Linked DNA regions of Xenopus laevis: region 2 is linked to region 1. The links are chromatin contacts, called in public Hi-C maps. All regions are on one chromosome and are shown on one strand. The core of a region is the stretch at or near the end of the contact, and the rest is flanking DNA. Distances in the headings are between cores, read along the strand shown.

Evidence for each region. A called contact is a pair of places that touch in the nucleus more often than the background predicts.
Region 2: a contact with region 1 is called in a Hi-C map of the XL177 cell line, with 2.4 times the contacts expected there. The contact joins two enhancer-like sites. A contact is called at or near these places in 2 of 4 Hi-C or Micro-C datasets (the XL177 cell line and the XTC cell line).

The regions. Positions count from the first base shown.
Region 1 is chr2L:98,741,901-98,748,689 of Xenopus_laevis_v10.1, forward strand. No RefSeq gene overlaps it. Among protein-coding and RNA genes, the nearest start is that of nhs.L, 59 kb to the right of the region's middle. Within about 2 kb of position 3,736, at least 1 of the 7 cell types and tissues checked has an H3K27ac peak or open chromatin away from gene starts, as enhancers often do.
Region 2 is chr2L:98,822,729-98,829,076 of Xenopus_laevis_v10.1, forward strand. The region is part of intron 2 of nhs.L (NHS actin remodeling regulator L homeolog); the gene reads left to right. Among protein-coding and RNA genes, the nearest start is that of nhs.L, 22 kb to the left of the region's middle. Within about 2 kb of position 2,948, at least 1 of the 7 cell types and tissues checked has an H3K27ac peak or open chromatin away from gene starts, as enhancers often do.

The DNA of each region.
Region 1 (6,789 bases), core at 2,486-4,985:
GGGGACATGAATATCTGAATATCTGCCATCAGTACCAATTGCATCACACTGGATATAATGTGCCTGGGGGGCAGTATATACTGCAACTCACTGCATGGAATGTGCTTTTTTTTAAAATATAGACTACATCTGATGTCATATAGGGTTGCCTCCTTTTCTGGAAAAAAAATACCAGCCTTACTATTTTTTTAACTTTTTGTCCTGTTAATTGTTACCAGCCAGGTCGGTAAAATAGGGAGCAGGTGGAAACCATAACTGCATATTGTCACTGGGGGGGGGGAGTACCCACTGCATCTCACTGCATATAATGTGCTTGTTTTGTAAATAAAGACTGCATCTCTAAGCTAAACGCTTTTTAACACTTTACAAATACCCATATAATATGCCCTTATTTGGAACCCACAGAACCACCAGAGGTAGTTGGAGGGGGTTCATTTTCATTGCAGTAGCACATTCACTAAGCCTCACATTAGCTTTAGGCCCATCTGAAGCCTCCCCAAACAAAAACTTCACCCTCCACCTATGGTCATCGATGTTTCAATGGGGTGAAAATGTGATAACAAAATTTCTCTAGTGTTACTTCCTTCCTAGGGAAACTTAATCAACTTACACATGAGTCAGTGGGTAAATAAAGTTCATATGTATATATTTATTAGTGATTTTGGTTAAATTGCTGGAAGGGGCCACTTCTTTTTAAAAATGTCCAAGGATGCAAAAGGAAGACAGAGATCCTCTATTGTCCTAAGCATGAGCTTCAAATATTTAAAAAAAAATAGCTTGAATCTGAAAATACACCATCAAAAACCTGTCTAGGTCATGAAGGAGTCAATGGCATAGGTCCCTTGAACCACTTGACGATGTTAATAGGCTTCATGATGTTCAAGTTTTTTTTGGAGGGTTTTGCCAGAATACTGAAGCAAGTTTTTCCCACTCTAGTTTTTGCTTGCTCTGACTGCTAAAGATGCGAATCTTTAAACAGTCGCTGGCTGCTCTACAAGAAAACAAACAAAGCTGCTCACATTCTGTGAAGTAAGGTGGGAGGGGCTCCCCCTGCTGCTTGAAAGTATGATCATTTCCCTGCAAAGCAGTTAGGGATTGTCTGAAGTTTCCTATCAAAAGCAGCCGGAGCAAGTAAATGAAAGGGGAATTTTATTGCATACAGTCAGGTTTGTCATAAAAATGGTAGACATTGGAGATAGGTTTCTTTTTCATTAAGTAAAAATGGGAAAAATATTTTTTTGCCTTTACATTACCTCTAAATAAGAAACCATTCAAGTTGTGAGATAATTCGAATTCATTCATGTTCATCTGAGGTATAAAAATCTCTAACATTTGACCTTTGATAAATAACACCCTAAATATGACAAAACGCCAGCGTTTTGACTCTTGCTTATGACTTTTTTGGAATACAGGATATGATGTCACTGACAATGTTGAGGATGTAGCTTCATTGTATTATTCAGAATAGGTAACGAAAAAGGGTAACGAATTGTAAAATTTTAACACTTTGGTAAATAAATGAATTTACAATTTACAATGACGAAACTCCATCAATAAGGTAATTCGCTAGCATAGTGTGTTACTCGCCTTTTAGTAAATAGTTACTGCGAATTATCTTTTTAGCGAAAATTTGTCAGAAAAAACACACGTAAATGTGCCCCTATATGTTTCAAGTTTAGCTGATAGATAAAGACTCTACAGAATTGTCAGAAAATTTATTAGCAACAGAATGTTGTAATCAAGTCATTGTCATTACACAATTTGTCAGTTACAGAAATCTTACGCACTTGTGTAATTAAAAAGATTTTAAAAGTAAAGCTTAGTCTCATGGAGATAAAAAGTGACCTCATACATTTTAGAAAAAAAGATACTTTTTTGGGAAAGGAATAAACATTTATAGCTAAACACATCTCTTCTCTGTATCTCTTTGTTACAAAGTCATCCAATCCCTGCTAATTGCCTATACATACTAATTTATTAGAACTGAGATGTAGTATGAAAGATATTTTTGCTATTTTAGACTTAAATATGGTACTGTACATAGGGATTTTTGTTTATCAGTTTTAGAAGCAATAAAAATGGCCTAAAATAGACCAAAAGTGAAGTTGTACCCTGATTACATGGAGGTATAATCTCTCTCTAATGTCAGCCTTTATGGAATATTGTAAACCTCATAAAATATATAAAATATAAGGATATTGACATGACCTTTAAAATCACAGGCGAAGTAAAGCCTGGTGCTCTGATGTGGCTTACGGAATACTGGGGAAATGGTATTCTCTGGATAAGGGAAATTCCTACAATATGAAGCACCATGTCTTAGGGCTACTAAAAGAAACTCATTAAAAAGCCCAATAGCATTGTTCTGCCATTGTGAATTTATACTGTTTAAAATCATGTAGAGGGAAATGTTTATTATTACAGAGAAAAAGCAATGATTAAAAAAATATATATTTTTAAACAGGATTGGACATGGCATTCCTGTATAATGGATATGTAATATATGTAATAAGGTATGTGATTATCCTGTAATACGAATTCCAATGTGCATAATAATAAGATTGCATATCCTGTGTGTATGTGTTTGTAATGAAAACAATAAGAGTCTATAACAATTCTTACAGTGCAGGAATCTGATTGGAAGGGGAAGGAGGCAAGATAATCTATAAATCTTGGGTTCAAGATTTCAAAAGACTCCTCCTCACTCTAAAACAAAAGAGGTTGCCTTAGGGCACTAGACCTCAGCCCGTAGCATCTTTGTTTGATTTACTTTGACCTCATTATCTACAGTACAACAGGCGTTTACATATATTTATCGATAGCAGAAGTTACTAGGGCATCACCTGTACAATCACTCAAATTTTAAAGATTTCATTCCTTGTTCTCATAAATATTCCATTTTGATCCTTAGCTAATATGCAGAATCCTGCACCATCAGATGGACTACACAATCGCGAACCTTTTAACCCATTTGTTTGCATCAGTCCCTTCTTAAAGACCAAGTGAAGCAAGTGAACTATGAAGATGTCAGTTTCTATCTATCCAAATCCTTTTTACAGGAGACGGGTGAGTGAGTAATGCACATGATTTCATTTGCGATATTCATGGTGGGGGGGGGGGGGGTGGAAGGACCCATCTTTTATTCTCAAGTCTAGAAATATGATCTGTCGAAGCATTCCTATAATGAATGTACATGCTTTTACATTTCTGTTGATCTAACCCCAGGAACAATGTGACACTATTTATAGAAAATATTTCATGGTGAGGTTACAGTAGTTATTGTGTCTTGTTGGTACCATAAAATTGCTTTGACAAGACAAGTGCAGATTATATGCTATGTTGCCGATGTAGGAAACTGAAGACAGCATCTGTTTTTTTGGGTTTCTTTTTGGTATTATCTTGCGCTGCCATTGTGTATGCAAAGCTTTGCTATCAACTCTTTCTAATAAACACAGATGTAAGTTTATGCACCCAGGGACTCATATCCTATGGGTTGCCATGCACTAAAGATGCGAAAAACCTTTGATTTGTGCAATCAATGTGTTGTCTAGACAGCCATGTTTTTTATCTATTTTATCAAAGATACCATAGCTTAACATCAGTGGAAGAGTTGGGTCTTAGCTGCTGGGGACTTTGCACAGTGACACCAATTGGTTCTGTGGTTGCATTGATGGCCACAACTTCAATTTATTAACATGGCGTATGAAAAAGAGGCCACAATAAGATGTGAGACCGTGCTCCTATAATCTAATTAGGTTTACAGTGGGTATAGAGTCCCCTAAAAAGTAAAACATATTATTCACACCACCAATTACTGGCCAAAACACAGAGTAAAGTGACAGTGCAGTGCAGACACGGAGTGTGCCCCTACTGAAACTGCAGAGAAGCATGAGGCCATATTTTAACATACTGTACACCTACAGTGTGTCTGTTCATTGAGGTCAATTTAGAAAATCCCCTAATAAGATGGCCTGTTGTCCTACTGTCCTACTGCCCTAGATAAAAAAAATTGATGGTGAAATAGTGTTATATAGATTTGTATACTTTGTTCCACTGCTTTCCTGGTATCATATAACAAAGGGACATAGCTGAGATTCCCCAGCAGAAGAGAGCCTTCAGGCAATGCTACTCCTGTGCTTATCATGATACAGAAACAGGATCCTGTAATGATGATGGTAATTGTCACATAGTGTGCCCTTCCTGCCCTACAGTTTCTCCCATTATTTGACAGATAAAGCACCATATATGCTTACAGAGTTTAGTCAGCCACAGGTGATTCATGAATGTATTGATAATGCATGATATAGTTTTCAGCATTAATCATGGTACATATTTCATTTACTTAGTACAATGTTACATCTAAAAAAAATGCCAATAGAATATGTAGCACATCCGTAGGTGGGCCTGAGATATGTGTTTAAGTAGTGTGGCTGGCTGCCAGTGTATCTCAGATAACCCTAGGCTGTGGGAAACTCCCAGCAGTGTGTATTGGGCCTTTAAGCACCATACCCTTAGGTAAATCCTGTGTGTCTCCTGGTGCACAGATCAACCAGGTTGAAAGTAACAACAGTCCAGGGGGTTGCTTCAAACCAATGAATGTGTTTATTGAACAATGGTACTGGATCTGTCTCGCAGCAGTCAGGCAAATAGATTCACTGCAGACAGTGGAAATCCTTCACACTTAGTACACTTGGGGGCACATTTAATATTGGTCGAATATCGAGGGTTAATTAACCCTCGATATTCTACCGTCGAAGTGAAATCCTTCGACTTCGAATATCGAAGCCGAAGGATTTACCGCAATTCATTCGTTCGAACGATTGTAGGAAAAATCCTTTGATCAAACGATTTTCCTTCGATCTCAAATTGCCTAGAAAGCTTATGGGGACCTTCCTCATAGGCTAATATCGGTGCTCGGTAGGTTTTAGGTGGCGAAGTAAGAGGTCAAATTTTTTTTAAAGAGACAGTACTTCAACTATCGAATGGTCGAATAGTCAAACGATTTTTACTTCGAATCGTTTGATTCAAAGTCAAAGTTGTAGTCGAAGGTCGAAGTAGCCAACTCGATGGTCGAAGTAGCCAACTCGATGGTCGAAGTAACCAAAAAAAAAATCGAAATTCGAAGTATTTTTTATTCTAATCCTTCACTCGAACTTAGTAAATGTGCCCCTTAGTAGTGGTAAACTCAGATCAGGCCCTCTCAGGGTGGTACAGTCTATCTTGGTATATCTTCCCCAGCACTAGGGATCCTACAGGGTATCTTGCTCCTTGGCACATTCCCTGCTCCTGAGCTCACCCACTTGTGTCCCTGTCTGGCAGCTTGATTACCACAAGGGTGCTAACCCCAACTACTCTCCTTGTTGGAGCCAGAAAGATTCTCACTAAATACACTGCCTCTAACTTTCACTCCTAAAGAGACTATAACTCAACTTCTACCACTAGATACATGTTCCCTAACCAGGGCCTGTCACCTGCTCAGACCCACTTCTGTACCCACCTCCCCACAATGTGGGATCCAGGAAGGGAGCCCTGAGCATGTGTGCTCTCCCTTTTAAACGTTTTAACACTGCCACATACTTGGCAAGCAATGAACCAGATAAGGTTACTGATAACAGGAAAAGGGTCTTACACCCAGGGCTCACTAAGGACCACTTTAGGTGTCCAAACTACAGAGGGAACTGTCTGTGTAGATGCCTAACCCTCAGGGTCTCTACACATATTTTTATGGTGGTTCTGTTAATTCTATTAACATGCACCCTATGTGCATGTTAGCATGTTTTGGTTTTTGAGAAAGCAAGACAGGCTCAAACCACTAGACAACTCCCTTTATGTTTAGCCTTATGACCCAGGTAAAGTTTCCAGGCTGAAGCATAGACTCTGAGCCAAACATAAGCTGTTCAAATACAGGGGAAAATGTACCTCTATAGTAATATCTCTGGGGAGCAATTATAAACAGTGGGAACATTTGCTCCTTAACTGTAAACCCATGGCAACCAATTAGATTATTGCTTTCAGTGCTCAACCTCCACCTGGCTGAAAAAAGCTAATCACTGATTGGTTGCTATTGGTTACTGTCCAGGAGCAAATCTGGCCACTGTTTATAAATAACCTCCTCTATATATTACTGTCTTACCATTACCATTCCCTTTTCCAACACATCCAAATATTGAGGATGGCAGTATGGAAGGAGATTTGATACCCCTTCCTGAAACTGCTTGCTATTATAGGCCCCCAACTTCCCCTATATTAATGAATCAGAGGTAGGTTTACCATACCTAAATGTTAAAGGGACAATTCAACTCTAAATTAACTGCACTTTTTGTGCAACAAAATGCTATCTTGTTGACCCTTGCAACAAAAAAACAGATTTACTGTGTAAAGCTTCAAGTTTGTTGCTATTCTTAATTTTTAATTGCCTATATTTCAGGTCTTCTGCTGTTCCACCTTGCATTTCACTTCCTATCTGATGACTGTTTGATTAACTTCATTCATCTCTTACTGATACCATCTATACTCTGAACCGCTGTAACTTGGAGGATGCCATATATTTTACTTTACTCAATAGAAAAGCATTGACTTACAAATTTCATTGGTCCCCATGGGGGGCAGAAAAGGGAAATCAACTGTACAAGTGTGTCTAATGTGACCAGGACGAATGGCTCTTTTGACTTGCTACTGAATAACAAAAAATACTATTAAAGCAAATATAAGTTCCTTGAAAACGTCCACTTGTTGAATAAGTACCATCCATTGTCTGATAATAGTAAATAAGTAATGGTTATATGCAAG
Region 2 (6,348 bases), core at 1,698-4,197, 80 kb after region 1:
TGAAACATTTCTAAGAAATGTTTGACTTTCATTTACAAATGAAAATGTATTACTATTGCATGTGCCAATATTGTTCATAGGGTCATATTTATCACACAATGAAGTGAGAATTGTCCAAAAATTACACACTAAATAATCCAAAACCCACTGTATTTGTATATATTGAGAACTTTGATTTAATTAGAGGCATCTAGATTATAGCTATGCTTATTGTGCCAGTGGTTTACATATGGGGGCTGCTGCGCTTGCAACTGTAACCTGGCCCTGGAATTGGTAAATAAAGAGGCTGGACAAAACTGTGGCTTTTACCAAATAAAATCTAGAAAAATATATTTTCATATTAGATAGATAGACATGTGTAATGCAAAATTAAAAATGAATTTAGTACTGATATCTGTGCACATTTGATATAGAACGAGAGATCCATAGATAATTAAGCGCGTCTTAAGTTTTAGCAAGTTTTTGTAGTTTGTTGTTAATTCTTAGTAATTAGGAGTGCAAGTCAAGTCAGTGTAATGTACTAGAAGAAATAGCTTTTTGCTTTGTGTTTTTTTTTCTACTTATTCCTTTTTGTTAATGATACAAATAGTGAAACAGAACAGCTTGTCAGAAAAATCCAGTTAATGAGGTTAAGGTTAACAGCTACTAGCTCTGATCTTTCTTGGTACTTTAATCAGAGAAAGGAAGCCATATTGAAACATGAACCAGGGGTCATAGATCAGAGGTCAGAACCTTCAGTGTGGAACTAATAACCCAGGTGTAACTAAGGATGGTAGTAAAAACAGTTGTCACCATGAAACCAAAAATATAGGTTGGTATAATATACTATAATATAGTTGTTTAGATCAAATGAGTGCAAGATTACTTTATAAAATTACACGTCAAAAATGTCTGTCTCGACTATGAGTAAATGTAGAGTGTTTTTTCCTACTGGGTCTATTCTATCCATTTCCATGCATTTTTACCTACTTATGGCCCATTGGAAAGAAGCCAAATTATAACAGGGACCTTAGATTATAAGAACCACTGGGGCAGGGACTGATATGGATGATGTATAATCAATGTCAATGTGTCAGCGCTATGTAAATACCAGGAAAATAAGAATAATAGCAGGCCTGTGGGATGAGAAAACTATGTTTGATAGACAATGAAGTCTGATTTAGGGCGGACAGAAACAAAAACAAAGGAAAGAAAAGAAAGTGGAATATACAGTACATTTACCTTACAATATTTTCATTGGGCAAATATAAATGATAATGGAATTATGAAAGTACAGTTGCCCTAAGTATTGAAATGTAATACAACCAGTTCAAACAAAAATGCTATATTTGTTTTTATTAAGCAGATCCTTTCCAAGCCATGCTAGGTGATACTATGTGCATTGGTTCAATCCGTTATATATGGTTATAGAAGTTTAATAGCTTATTAATGATGTAGCACATAGTATGCTGATTTTTAGGATTTGTAAGAATTGTCAGGATATCAGGATGAATGAGACATTTCAAAAGATGTACTAAATGTTTTCTTTCTTGAAATATAAGACCCTTAATTCATTGACAATCCTTGTATTTGTGCTAAGTGCCCTTTATATGCCCTTTGGCTGTGCTCATAATTTTCCCTACACAGACATCCAAATGCAGGGTAATTCTGGAAATATGGTACACTGGAGCAAGCAAACAATTTTGCTTTTATTTTCTTTTTCTTTTGTGTCCTATTTTTTCCATAAATATCCAGGTTTAATTGCTAATTATATGTTTACATAGGACTTTTTAAAAGAGACAATTTGATTAATTACATTCCCCGTAGGGGAGCTTAACTAAGCTGTGTTCTGAGTCAGAACATTTTCGCCCTCTGCTGGTAATTACTACAGTCTGCACTGCGTCTGGTCAAAACAGCTCACTATATAATATATTTTAGACCTCTGCGCTACTAAAGGGTAAAACACATATCACCATACTATTTCTCTGCATCTTTCAGTGAAATAAATGTTTTGTGACTATATACTTTGCATGCATTTGATTTTATGTGGCTTAGGTTTAGCAATTTCACAGACAGACAATGATTTTCTGTTCTGGTGCATGGTTTTCATTATTATTTATCTTAATTCTGTTACGTATTATTCTTATTAACAGCCTGCTAGTGTTTTGGAGGGATGTTCACTGTTGTGTTTACTGATGTTTTTACTGATTGACCTGTGCTTTTCCAATTTCATTATAAAAAAGTTTAAGCAACCACAAGCTATGCCACAGATGTTAGTTCCTTAACAGCTTATTGACAGTATAAAGTATCTCAGCTCTCCCTGCGCAGGTGGTGCCTGGTGATTTCAAAAGCTCAAACACTAGCAGAAGACCAGATCTAGTGGAAATAAACATGCAGGAACTGCTAATGAACCTTAACCAAGTGGCCAACCTCTTCATAAGGCCATCTAAAGCCTTACATTTGCATTACAGATTGCATTACAAAAATATATCTATACTACAACATTTCAACAAAAAAAACAAAAAAAGCTGTAAATTTCCCCAAGTTTACCATTGTGCAGAAAGAAACTGCATAAAGATTAAATGTCACTTTAGAATAAAGTGGCATATGTCCAGAATCCATCGACTATCTTTTCAACTGCAATAGGATAGCATTGAATAGCTTATTTCATCGGAATTTAGTTGATACAATACATCTTTCAACATATGCATTTTTAAAGAAAGGTGCAAGTTAGTTCTTTAATAGCACTGCTGTGTAGTCCATATACAGTATGCACTGGCATAAACAACAGCTGTGAACAAGTAGTCCTGACTGATATGGAAACCCCATTCCTTATTCCCCTTGAGCACCGAGCACCTGCTGGGAGTGGTGGTTAAAGTGTTCTCACTCCAGTCTCCTAGTATTATGCTTTATTTACACAGCTCTTTGCAAAGAATGTTTAATCATTCACTTCCTTCCCAGCTCCAGTGGTGCTTACAATCTATTTCCCTAACTAGGCATATAAACCCTAGAAGCAGTTTCATGAGAAGCCAGTTAACCTTTGGATTAAATGAGGCAACCCATCCAAACATAGAGCTAACAAGGACCTTGGACAAAACAGAAGGAAGGACACCAGTGGAACATGGCACCAAAACTAACCACAGTGCCATTAATATCTGGATTTACTAACAGACAGGCCTAATTTATACCTGTTTTTATGTATATGACACAAAAGTTTGAAGCAGACTTTACTAAACTATGGGACTGCCCACCAGTCTGACAATTTATAGAGGACCCAAACAGAAATCAATAGGATAACATTTAGGGTAAAGTCAATCTATATATCTATGTCTAAATATAATATAAATATAATATATTTAAAAATAGATTTTCTGTTTCGGAATTTTATGATTAAGGGGGTTATTTATTAATTTCCGAATGCCAAAAAACTGAAAAAACTAATTTGGATTTATTATACCCCAAGGATGGAAAAAGTCAGAATCTGAAAATCCGGCATCTCAGACTTGCCAACGTTGTATATAAGTCAATGGGAGAAGTCCCAAAGATATCCTGATCTGAGCTGGGTTTCATGCAAAAATCCAAAAATTTAAGGGGAAATAACCTGTGCAGATTTGGTTGGAGTTTATTTCAGAAAACAATGCAATAAATTCAGACTTTGATTAAATAACCCCCTAAAAGAACATTTTCATGTATCAGTAAACCTGCTTGTGAGTTAAGGAGTGGAACATACCAACAACTGCATCACAAAAAGGAGAACACAGTTTCTTTAAGAGGACATAAAAGGAAATAGTTTGGCTATTAGATATATACTATATAGGTTAGCCTGCCAGTCCTGCTGTAGTGCATTTTGCTATTACTAAAAGAGAAAGTTTGCCAATATAAGAAGGTTACCTGAAGGTTTGTATTTGTCCTTCCATTATTTCACAAGTCCTGTAAATCATTGCCTATTAATGATGAATGACCACCCTTGTGGGCATGTCAGCGAATGTCATGCTTATATAAGACGTTGTCATATATACCTATTAATTATAATTAATGATAATGGAACTAGCAAGTATTAAATAATTGTAGGTATTGATTATTTTAAGCTTGACTGGTTATAGGTTGTGATTCTAGCACAAATCTGTTGATAAATCAGCATTAAAGCAAGGCTGGTACCGCAAATCCATGCTATAGAGATATGAACATGGCCTCAGAGGATTATGGATAAAAGAAATTCCAAGCAGCAGTTGCCTGATGAAAGCTACTCATCTCAAAGCCATTTCTTAAAATTTCATTTTAGGGAATTATAGACCTAAGACTTACGCCCACTTGCCATCTGTTCTTTAGCTGACTTATCCTGTCCAGACCAAAGGAGCACAATGAATCGTGCACTATTGTTATGCAAATTTATATATGTGTATGTCAAAGAGATATAATTAACCCAACAAGTGTCAACAAGTTATATGAAGCTGGAACAAGTGAAACTGCCTCGGATTAACCAGAGCTAACAGAAGGTGGAAATTCTGAATGGGGTTGGTCTGACAAGTCTGATTGTGGAGGTTTTACACAGTTACTAGTGCCTATATTTTGCTTAAGATTATGGTTTTGTTAACCCTATGTCATTATATTATTTCTGCATTGTTTGTGCAGTATTTTTCTTACAATAGTTGCTATGTTTGATTACTCAAGCTTTGATTATGTTACCGAAGCAAATACAAACTTCATCTATGTTTACTTGCAATACATTCATTACATTCGGGGCATATAAAATGGGGCATCTCTAGGGGAATTTAAGTTGTTTCCAGGATTACCTGCCTTTAAGGGCTGTTAACAACAAATATTTGCTGAACTGAAGGTTCCGCTGTTTTAGAATTTGCTGTGGGGCCCAGTAACATCTAATTACACCACTGGATATTTGTACTCCCCCACATAATGATCATGACAGTATGTTATTTTTTTATCTTTAATAGACTCTTTTAACAGACAGCAGTGTGTGTGCATAGAACAGTATCTCTCCCTTCCTTGACAGAAAGCAGAGCAAGCACACCAGTTGCTATGGATCAAAGACTACACCTTAATGGCAGGGGCAATAACTGTGAAAATTGGTAGAGCTTTTCCTAGATGTGCAGAAGAAGGCAAACACTTAATGACTGAATGATGCTGTAAATCTGCAATTTTTTGAAGAAGAGATTAGGGTTAGGTATAAAATAGATGAGCTGTACCATTCCTACATATATTTAAACCATATTTTTCATATTTTTTGTATCAGGTCATGTGACCTTTAATCTAGGGTGATCAGTGTAGTGAGGTTACAAGTAGGCTTTAGTTTCCTACACCTGATTGCTACACCCAATCAGGGGTGAATCAGATAAGAGGGGGTCCCTAAAAATATAAACCTTAATCTGTATCCCTCCAGCTACCCAGAAACACTCCCAGCAACCTACAATACAAGGGTTATAATGAAAAATTGTATTCCAAAGTCACCCGAAGTTTCCTCGTGAGGCAACTTCGGGCGACTTCAGAAAACGAAGCGCCGCGTGTGCTTTATCGCAGTCGATTTTTCATTATAGCTAACGCAAGACAGAGAGAAGGCGTTCAGGGAGATTGGGCGCTGCAAAGACGAGGCGATTAGTCGCCAGGCGAATAAATCTCCCTGAATCACCCAGTGTGCCCCTACCCTAAATTGTGACGATTCCTTTATTGTGTGTGTTTGTGTGTGTATTTATTTAAGAGCCTAGGAGATTTGGGAGTTAGCCTTTTCTACCATAGAAAGCATGTGCACCTAAACAGACATTACCTGAGCAATATATCCCCATCCTATGCTGAGCAAGCTAGACAGCGGCTGTATCTTAGAATCAATCATTTATGTGCACAGTGCTTCAGGGCACAGCATTAAGGAACTACAAATTCCCAGTAAGCCTGACGGTGGCTTTTCAACCAACTTTTTACTCAGCCCTCTGTGGAATAAAACAGGTCAGTTGTGAATATTAAATGAAAGACTCTCCAAAAGTGACTTGGCCTACTTAAGATTCATCTTCATGAAAACCATGTGGTTTCACACTACTAAATAAAGAACATGTAGTGCAAGGCAGGCAGGGTCTTTCTCTAACATCTGACTTTAAAGGGATACTGTCATGGGAAAAACATGTTTTTTTCAAAATGAATCAATTAATAGTGCTGCTCCAGCAGAATTCTGCACTGAAATCCATTTCTCAAAAGAGCTAACAGATTTTTTTATATTCAATTTTGAAATCTGACATGGGGCTAGACATTTTGTCAATTCCCCAGCTGCCCCAAGTCATGTGACTTGTGCTCTACTTCAATCACTCTTTATTGCTGTACTGCAAGTTCCTCCCTCCCCCCCCCCAGCAGCCAAACAAAAGAACA